2 separate regions of the Sus scrofa genome follow, and region 2 is linked to region 1. A link is a contact called in public Hi-C data. All regions are on one chromosome and are shown on one strand. The core of a region is the stretch at or near the end of the contact, and the rest is flanking DNA. Distances in the headings are between cores, read along the strand shown.

The links. A called contact is a pair of places that touch in the nucleus more often than the background predicts.
Region 2: a contact with region 1 is called in a Hi-C map of skeletal muscle, with 11 times the contacts expected there. The contact joins the enhancer-like site here to the promoter of MAP3K5 in region 1. A contact is called at or near these places in 2 of 5 promoter capture datasets (liver and skeletal muscle), 13 of 47 Hi-C or Micro-C datasets (brain, embryonic fibroblasts, epiblast stem cells and 8 more) and 2 of 2 datasets of contacts at active chromatin or transcription factors (alveolar macrophages and skeletal muscle).

What each region holds. Positions count from the first base shown.
Region 1 is chr1:27,377,321-27,382,216 of Sscrofa11.1, forward strand. It overlaps MAP3K5 (mitogen-activated protein kinase kinase kinase 5), which reads left to right and starts at 2,823. Exons shown (of 29, transcript XM_021072507.1): 1 at 2,823-3,965. The coding sequence starts at 3,542. LOC106508844 (a long non-coding RNA gene) reads left to right here. Exons shown (of 4, transcript XR_002342715.1): 4 at 1-253.
Region 2 is chr1:27,518,967-27,523,862 of Sscrofa11.1, forward strand. MAP3K5 (mitogen-activated protein kinase kinase kinase 5) reads left to right here. Exons shown (of 29, transcript XM_021072507.1): 11 at 4,088-4,137. Among named protein-coding and RNA genes, the nearest start is that of MAP7, 85 kb to the right of the region's middle. Within about 2 kb of position 2,330, at least 13 of the 83 cell types and tissues checked have an H3K27ac peak or open chromatin away from gene starts, as enhancers often do. A contact at or near this core is called in skeletal muscle, where this site is marked.

The DNA.
Region 1 (4,896 bases), core at 1,573-4,072:
AATTCACCATTTTGCCTCTTCAAGAAGAAACCTGAAAGCTCAAGATAGGCAAAGCAAGTCACAAGGCCAACTCAGGGTCAAAGAGTGACAGACACTCCACCTCTTGATGGAAGAAGCTGCAAAGAATTTGTAGCCATTTAAAATGGTCATGGGAGTTCCTGTTGTGGCTCAGCAGAAACGAATCCATGAGGATGCCAGTTCAATTTCTGGCCTCGCCCAGGGGGTTAAGGATCCGGCATTGCCATGAGCTGTGGTGTAGGTCACAGATGCGGCATAGATCCCCGCAATGCTATGGCTGTGGCGTGGGCTGGCAACTACAGCTCAGATTCGACCCCTAGCCTGGGAACGTCCATATGCCAAGAGTGCAGCCCTAAAAAAAAAAAAAAAAGCAAATAAAACAAACAAACAAATAAATAAAATGGTTCCCAAAGAGGAGACGTTGGAGGGGTGGGGGAGGTGGAGAGGATGTGGACTGGGGTTTGGGATTGGCATATGCACACTGTGGTATGTGGAGTGATTGGCCAACAGGGACCTGCTGTATAGCACAGGGAACTCTACCCAGTATTCTGTGATAACCTATGTGGGAAAGGAATCTGAAAGAGAATGGATGTGTGTATGGATAACTGAATCACTTTGTTGTATAGCAGAAATTCTTACAACATTGTAAATCAGTTATACTGCAATAAAACTTTAAAGAATGAAAACAAATTTAAAAAAAGGCTTTCATCCTTCCAGACAGACACCCCGAGGCATACACAGCAACCTGAAGGCAGGTGGGATTTCAGAATAGTGCCCCTGCCTCCGCACAGGCCCCAAATTTGGCTTGTAAGTTGAATCTACACTATTCAATTGCTTATCAGCTATAAAATGAAATTTCACTTGGTTTCACCTAATACACGTGGTGTAAGATTTATCAGCTAAACCATGCCATTTAGGTGGGAGAGCTTTGGGACCAAGAGCAGTAGTCTTTCAGTGTTGCATTGGGGTTTGTCTGCCAGTAATCAGTGACATCTCTAAAGTTATTAAATTAATCCAAAGTAAAACAAAGCCAGCAAAGTAAAACAAAATCATATATGAAAAATTGCTCAGAAAAGACCTGTAAGCAAGGCAATAGTGACAAGGTCTAAAAAGTTATGGTTTTTAGAATATAGCTTTATATGTAACCTTGGACCTTATTTGTGTCATCAAATGCCACTTGAGAATTTGGGCATTTTCGTTTTCCAGACGTGGTCCCAGTGACTTTCCTGCGTTTATTGTTTTGGGCCAGTATGAAGTGGAAGATTATCTACTCTCAGAGAAGTTTAGAGGCTTGACAAGTTGTTGGAAATATTAAAAGTAGTAAGCCTATCAACATTTTGTTTCTATATGATCACTGACTCACTAAGTATCTACTTTCCTAATGATATCAAGTTCAAAAGCAGATGTGGATCACACAGATTCCAGTTGCCTTCCGAGGAATTCACTGCCGTCATTTTATTTTATTTATTTTATTTCATTTTATTTTATTTTTTGTCTTTTTAGGGCCCCACCAGGGGCATATGGAAATTCCCAGGCCCGGGGTCAAATCGGAGCTACAACTGCTGGCCTTCGCCACAGCCACAGCAACCTGGGATCTGAGAAGAGTCTGCAACCTACACCACAGGTCACCCCAACACAGGACCCTTAACCCACTGAGCGAAGCTAGGGATCCAACCCACATCTTCATGGATGCTAGTCAGGGTTGTGACCACTGAGCCACGGTGGGAACTCTCTACTCCCACCATTTTCTAAACCTTTAGAAAAAGCTTTGCTTTATTTGGCTTCATTGAGGAGACAATTGTGCAAATACAGTTGTGCAGCTGCAAGGTGTTTTCCCACACTACTCTTTCCTTCCTTCTTTGAGCTCTTTACTACTCAACTGCTTTCGTCTTCCTTTTTCTCTGGGCTTGCGTGTAATTTGCAATAGTCTTCTTCCTTTTTCATAGAACTCATTCATCTCTGGAAAGTCCAAACCTGTTGCTTTATTTCACTGTAACTTTCACTGGTCTTCCTAAAGTTATAGCATTCTGGGGAAGTTCTCTGAGAACTTACACATCTGTTTTTGCTTCCCAAATAAGTAGATTTTTTTTTTCTTTTAATTGCGCTTAAGCAATCTAGGCATTTTTCCCCTGTGGTGCAATTTAAAAAAAAAAATAGAAATAATCACTTAATTTCCTACTTACATCTGGTGGATGATGATTTGCCAAGTGGAGTATAGAACAGGTTTTCTATCTCAAGTAAGTAGGCGTTGCGTTGCGGGAAATTTTAAGACCCAGATGGGAATATTACATTGTTCAGCAGTTGGAGCTAATCAATTACTCATTAATGACAGCAGAGCTATTGAAAGTTTGAAAATGAAAAGCACTAAGCGCAGACCCTATAAATTTACCTACCAGGCCACTTCCGGAGGGCGACTGTCACCAATAAACCGCCTGCCAGTTCAGGCCCAGCTGCTAGACCTCCCGCCTTGCGCAACGCGGGCCTCAGCGCTGCGCTAGTCCTGGCAGCGCCGCACGCGGACCCGATGCCGGCAGGGGGCGCTGGGGCCACGGGGAACGCTGCAAATGCCTCCCGAGTATTCGCAAGAGAGACTTTTGCGCCATCCTGCTATCGCGTGCGCTCCGGAATTTTGCCTACTCTAGGTCTTCTTGAGTGGGGTCCTGGTGGGTGACGGCGGAGAACCTTAGCCCCGCGTGGTGCTCGGGGCTGGGCTGAGGTCCGGGAGCCGTGGTGCGGTCGGTTGCGTCCGGGCCGAGCTTCCCAGCAGCGCCCTCCCCCGGGGCGGGCCCTGACTTTCGGTGCCGCGACGAGTGGGCGGCAAGAAGCCGGTGGCCGACACGCAGAGCGGCTGCGAGGAGCGGCCAGACTCGAGCAGCCAGGCTGGTGCTGGGACGGAGCCGCCGCGGCGATCGGCAGAGAAACGGGGCCAGGGAAGGAGGAGGAAATAGAGCCGATGAAGGGGAGCTGCCGCCGAGGAAGGGGGCGGATCCTTTCGGCGGCCGCGGCCGCTGTTCCGGGACGCAGTCCAGGGAGCCTGCCCGCCAGTAAGGTGCTGGCCAGGTAGCTCCCCACCCAGAGGGCGCCCTCCCCGGACCATCCCCGAGAGGCTGGCACGGAAGGAGCCGGGACCGCGCTCTGGGTGGCCAGGGCGCACCGCACCCCGAGAGCGGCGCCCTTGAGCCGCACCGCCGCGCAGGTTCGCCAGCCGACTTGTCCGCCGGCCAAGAAAAGGAAGCGCTGTCCCTTCCCGCTCAACCCGGCCTCCCCACCCCTTGTACTCTACACCCTGCAGCGGGCGAGCGGCGTGGCCACGGAGGCGCCGAGGAGGGGCGAGCCGCCGCCGGGCAGCGGCGTCCCTTCGGGGGAGAGGGCGCCGGAGAGGAGGCGGCGGCGCGGGGCGGAAGGCGCGACACGGGATGGCAGCTGCTTAGCCCGACGCGCGCGGAGCAGCCCCGAGCTGTGGCTGGCCAGACGGTGCGGCTGGGCGGGCGACGCCGCTGCCGCGACAACCCGGCCGGGAGAGATGAACGCGGAGGCGGGTGAGGGCATCACTTTCTCCGTGCCACCCTTCGTCGAGGGCGGCAGTTGCCGGAGGGGAGGAGCGGCGGCGGTGGCCGAGGGCGAGGAGAGCCAGCTGCCACCGCCGCCACCGGGCAGCTTCTGGAACGTGGAGAGTGCCGCCGCCCCTGGCACCGGGTGTCCTAGTACCACGTCCGCGAGCAGCACCACCCGATGCCGGGGCAACTCTGGTGGCGGAGGCGGTCGACGGACCACGGTGGCATATGTCATCAACGAAGCGAGCCAGGGGCAGCTGGTGGTGGCCGAGAGTGAGGCCCTGCAGTGCCTACGGGAGGCGTGCGAGGCGGTGGGCGCTGCCCTGGAGACCCTGCATTTTGGGAAACTGGACTTTGGGGAAACCGCGGTGCTGGACCGTTTTTACAATGCAGGTGCGTGTGCAACCCCTTCCCCATCCTCTGCAGTCCGGGGTTATTTCCCCCTCGCCCCCCCCCCCCGCGGCTGCCACAGGGGGAGAAATGTGTTTTGCGGGGCAGCAGGAAAAAACAATTTCTGAGCAGCAATCGTGCTTCCTACTTATTTACTTCTTGCCCCACCTTAAGGGCAACGAGCGTCGCTGCATGCCTGCTCTGGGCGCTCGTTCGCCACGCTTGGGAGAGTGTATGCGGGTGCAAGAGCCTGTGTGTCTTTGTGCGAGAGTCTGAATGACCCAACCCCGGCCCGCGCTGGAGCCCGGAGGTGCGCGTGGTCCTATCAAAGAACTTCTGTTCTTCTGCGGTGTGAGATACTTGCCCCCATCAGTCCGTCACGATTCACTGTTTTGGTCTCTCTTATGTTAGGTTTGGCCCACATTTTCCTTCTATATATACCTATGACTGTTTTAGATGATGTCCTCATTTTTTTCTGTGTACTTTTGAGAGGACAGAAATCATGACTTCTGCCACTCGGCCAGCTGCAGGCAGAGTGGATCCATGTGAATTTACATGTTATGTAATGATCTTCCCAACTCTGCCCTAAGTTTAGGGGCCTGCTTTCCCGTATCTTAGCAATTCGAATTTTCAAGTAATGACTTCTAAAAGCAATCTTGTAACTTACACTAAACTTGTGTGGTATCTTTGTTAGGATTTCCATGAAAGAACTGGGGTCTGTTTTTCATTACCCCTGATGAGCTGGGACGTATATAATTTAACACTGTTTAAAACACTGATAGGGTGCTTTAATGACAAAGATTAGATTGGCCATTAAAGTGTGCCCATTAAAGTGATTGCTAGGATAATTCATGAAAAAAAATATTTTCCAACTGTCACAGATTTCAGCAAGTGTCATTGTAATTCTAGCGATTTGTTAGCAAATGTTAGAGTT
Region 2 (4,896 bases), core at 1,080-3,579, 140 kb after region 1:
CTGTTCTCACAGGCAGAAGTAGGGTAGTCATCCAGTTGAAACTATAAAAACTAAGAGAGGTTAGGGACATGAACATTATTATCTGGGAAAGGAGATTTTTCAAAAGCTTGATGGGAAAGAGCAAGGTTATCCAAGGACACTTGGAAACAGAATGGGGCTAAAGGAATTAGCGATTAGCAAGGCAGGCCCCGAGAATGAGTGGAGAGCCAGAAGTTATTTGGAAGACAGAAAAGGAACAGAAAGTAAGCCAGAAATTTTTGGAAAATGAGTACTATTTCCAGCTAGTTGTCATTATTTTTCTTTTTCTGGGGGTTCTGTGTTTAACACTGTTAGCCTTATGTTGATTCTCTTATGCTTTGTGATAATTGCAGAGATAATTTTTATATTATGTTAAGAAATAAATATAGTAGGATATAAATTAGTGCATTAAGAAGAGGTATAGATTTAGGCTGCAAATTGTTCTGCTTTTTTACCATCTTATGATCAAGAAGTATTAAATCTGCATTGTCCGCACCGCCAATTACCTTTAGTGTAAAAATATTCCTTGTTCAACAGTTTAAGCTTTATTGGGAGTTCCTGTTGTGGCTCAGCAGGTTAAGAACCCAACAGAGTGTTTGTGAGGATGTGGGTTCGAGGTTTGATCCCTGGCCTCTCTCAGTAGGTTAAAGATCCGGCATTGCCACAAGCTTTGGCTCTGGTGTGGGCCAGCAGCTGCAGCTCCGATTCAGTCCCTAACCCGGGAACTTCCATATGCTACAGTTGTGGCCCTAAAAAAAATAAATAAATAAAACATTAAAAACAAGCTTTCTTAACTCAATCCATTCCCATTGTAAATTTATGTCAATTTCTTTGCAAACCCTAGTTCTACCCATAGTGTATTCAGTACCACTGCCATTTTCCCTGTTTTTAAAAATAGAAGTGATATAATTAGAATGAGGACAAGCAATAAAGATAACGTTGTGATTGTTTTATTAGTTTAGATCGACGGTAATAACTATAATCAAATAACAGGTAAACAACAGGTTCAATAGGTCTTAACATTAAACAGGAAGTTGATTTTTTTTGTTCATAGAACGTTTAAATTTTTTTCCTTTAAAACAACAGAGTATTGCTTTTTGTTTTTCACATATTATTTCTTCACTCAGTATTTTCATTCTAAGATGTGGGATGAACCTTTATATGAGCTTTTATATACTTTACCTAGCAACTTTCAGAGCTTGAAGATTGTACTAAGTCTCAAGAGTTCAGGAAAACTTGAGGAGTTACTCTATGGTCAGGGGCAAATTAATTGAAATCTTAGTCCTTTAACAGTTCTCCCTTTGTTCAATGGATAAAAGAGTTTGAAGAACATCTGCATGTGCACATGAAAGAAAAATCTAGATCTAGGAAGAGACAAGTTTTTCGCAAGATATTTTATAGCGTTGATATTTAGAATTCCTCTCCCTTGAGGTTTGAATCTAAGCACCCCCAGTCTTGGCCACAGGATCCCAAGTAAAGGACTAAGGGCCAACCTTGCCCCGCCTCCGGCTCCAGCCAGTGGCCGCTCAGAGAAGATCCAGGAAATTTATCAGGGGAATATGTTTCCCCCAGATTCTCCGTTTTGATTTTATGATGCTCTTATTCATCAAGGAAGCTTTTAGCTACAAAACTCCCAACTAAAAGTGGCTTAAATAATAAGGAAATGCTCTCTCATATTACACCTTCTGAGATGGGTCATTCCTGGGCTAATTTCAGGGGCGTCACAGTGTTAGGATTCTGAGTTGGATTGTCTAGGTGCTCTTGTTTTTCAACTTCCTGGTCTTAAAGAGCAGCTCCAAGCATCACTTCACACGGACAGCATCCAAAGGACAGGGCCTTTCCCTAGCACCAAAAGTTGCATCATGTGTCCATGCCTAAGCCAGTCGCTAGCTTGGCAATTGAAGAAATGGGCTTACCATGGCCGATTTAAGACAAATCAATGTCACCATCCCTCAACATTGCCACCTGAACCTGAAAGAATTCATTTTTTCTTAGTGAAGAAGGAGAATGGCTGTTGCCTGGGGAACCAGCAGTGTCTGCCACAGCATAATTCCTGCCACCTTAGCTCAGTATTAACTCTTTGTCTTCACTCCTGCTGCAGCCTGGGTGCCAGATGTGAGGCTAACCAGTTCCAAGAAAATGGCGCTTGTGCTTATTGGATTAGGTTGAGTGTTGGTTTGGGCCTTGTTGGGGCTGATTATCACTCCAGCTCTGCCTCTGCCCTTTTCCGCTGATTCTCAGGCTGGCCTAGACTTTTTATCTTACCTGCTGGCTTTGTAGCTCACTAGCACCTCTGTGTGGTGAGTCCCAGTAGCAAGGGAGGTGGGGAAGAGGACTCAATCCGGATCATTCCATCTCAGGCTGTAACACCACTGAAATGGAACATTCTCTGGCAGCACTTGCAACCTTCCAGGAACCTAACATTCTGGAAATGCTCTACTCCTTTCCTACAAACCCAGCTCCATCAATCTGGGAAATCTCTCCTTGGCGGCTCCCAGAACAGGACTGATGGAAGATAGATTGTACCAGGGCTGTCTTATGAGTGCTGTCAGTTGCTGTCTTCTGTGGCAGGTCTGCACACTGCCCCATGGGTTCCACACTCAACCCCCCCTCCTGACCCGGGGGATGACCTTAGAAAGCAGCTTGGCTGCAGGCTCTGAGGATAAGGCTGCATTGTGTGCAAGGATCCTGCAGGTAACAGCTGCAGCTCTTGGGTCACATATTTTTAGAAGGTCACCTGAGGCCAACAGGATTTAGAAGCAACTTTCCAAATTACCAGCTGAAGCTGCAGGCTGCTGTTTTAATTTAAGTCCCTCTGTACACTGGTTAAGAAGGCTGCATGCCAGGAGTACCTTTCTGTGGTCTCGTCCCTCCCTGAGCTTCATGGCAGTGCTTGCTCTTTGTTAATTCAGGTTACATCCCCATGACCTGGCTGATGTGCCTTGAAAGTAGTTTTTTTTTAGTACATCTACTTCAGGTTGGAAAGGATCTATTTTTAAGTTGCATGGTCCTAGCAAAGAACTAGGTGCCGTGGATATAAATTGTGGCGTTTTGAATTGCTTTGGCCAAAAAGAGAGTTCTGGGCCACCTCAGAGCCACATGCTTTGGTATCCACTTCACTAGCCCAGCCAAGACCTCAGCCTCTGGCAGTATTTTAAGTGGGTGGGTAAGAGCTCGTTTTCCTGGCTGTTTTGCATTTACAGAATTGAACTGCAGTCTGAATTGACTACAGTACAGTACTTACTAAACTTAAATGCATGTATCAACTCCTTTATTTCTCTAAAAATATTTATGTTATTAATTCTGTACTGCTGTCAGACGTATCTTTATAGGGAATGCCATGTATCTCATCATTAATTTAAAGACACATGGGTTTAATATTAATTTTGATTTAGCTTTAGTAATAAACTCAAGAAATAACTTCCCACATTTTTTTCCCATCTTGATCCTGCAAATCACCCATGTTTATCATATGCTAATTGAAATTTTTATGTTTAAACTTTAACAGTGTATTGAATTTTACGTAAATTAGGTAACAACACATTGTGGCTGTGATAAACAGTGTATACATACTGGCTGTACTATTTTCTAAAGAAATAGAACCACCATATTAGTTCAAAAATGTAACTAAAGATAATTCAGAAGTAATTATCCTTAAAACCTTGCAGAGATTTTATTCAAATTCGTGTTGTTCTTTCTTAGAACAGAAGTATCGCTCAATTCTAATAAGTGAATTATCTTGGTCACTGGGGTTTTTACTTTGAAAATCAAGGCACAAGAGGTATTAGGTTCATCTGCTAAAATTAAGTCTTAGAATTTAATGAGATGCATTCTCCTAGGTTCTCTTGGAAGCTGTTTTACTGAAGTACGGAAATTAAGTAAACATCACCCTTGTGGCTTAAGAATGAATTACAGAGTTTCCATTGGATAGTTTGTCTATGAAGAATTATGCACTAGGAAAAATTGCTCTGTGTATGTTATTAAAGAGTAATAAAACAAAATTATCGTTATGTTATTTTCCTTTGGATAACTCAACTTTTGTTGTTGTTATTCTTCCCCTGTGTTCCAGAAAGGTATACATGAGTGGAATTTTAGTGCTTCTTCTGTCAGGGGAGTGAGGTAAGTTTCCTTGGCACATTTTGTTTACTTAGAAGATATTTTTCTAGAATATGAATGTTTTGGGTAGGACTTGTAGTCATGATTTAAAAATGCAAAGAACTTCAAGAATCCTTCTCTTGATGAAGATGCTCAGCTTTCTTTAGCCTCACTCTCGCCGTTACGAAAAGATGTTCAACAAAACCTTCACTGTTAGTTGAAGTGACTCTGTATTTGTCACCTACTTATAATATGGTGACTGCGGGACAAATGTGAGGTATGGGCCAGAGTCGAGGTGAAGGTAAAAGTGAGCTGTGTGGGGTCCTTTCTGCTGTTGGATTATGTCGGAGGATGGCTTTTCTGGTCTTTTGATATACAAGGAACTAATCTCTCCATAGATGGATCTACAGCATACATACCATCTATCAGATTGATTTCTATGGCTAATATTCATATGGAAAGATTATGGGAATTCATTTTTTAACAGCTTTTTCTGAAGTCAGCATTAATGAAGTGATCTTAAGGTTATGGTGGCTCCCTTCAGTCAGTTCGGACACTGCCATCATAGTGCTGATTCCTGGAATTTAGAAATGAAATGTTTTCAGAATCAAGAGCCACTGCTTAAGTGCTTAAATACTTATTCTATAGAAGCTGATAAGAAACCAACTCTTGCAAATTTCAAACCAAGTTAGCTGTGTTTACTATTGTTTGTCCCATATAATAGAAATGAGAAAAACCAGATTTCTGAAGGCAAGTTTTGCAATATGCTATTGCTTTTGGCAT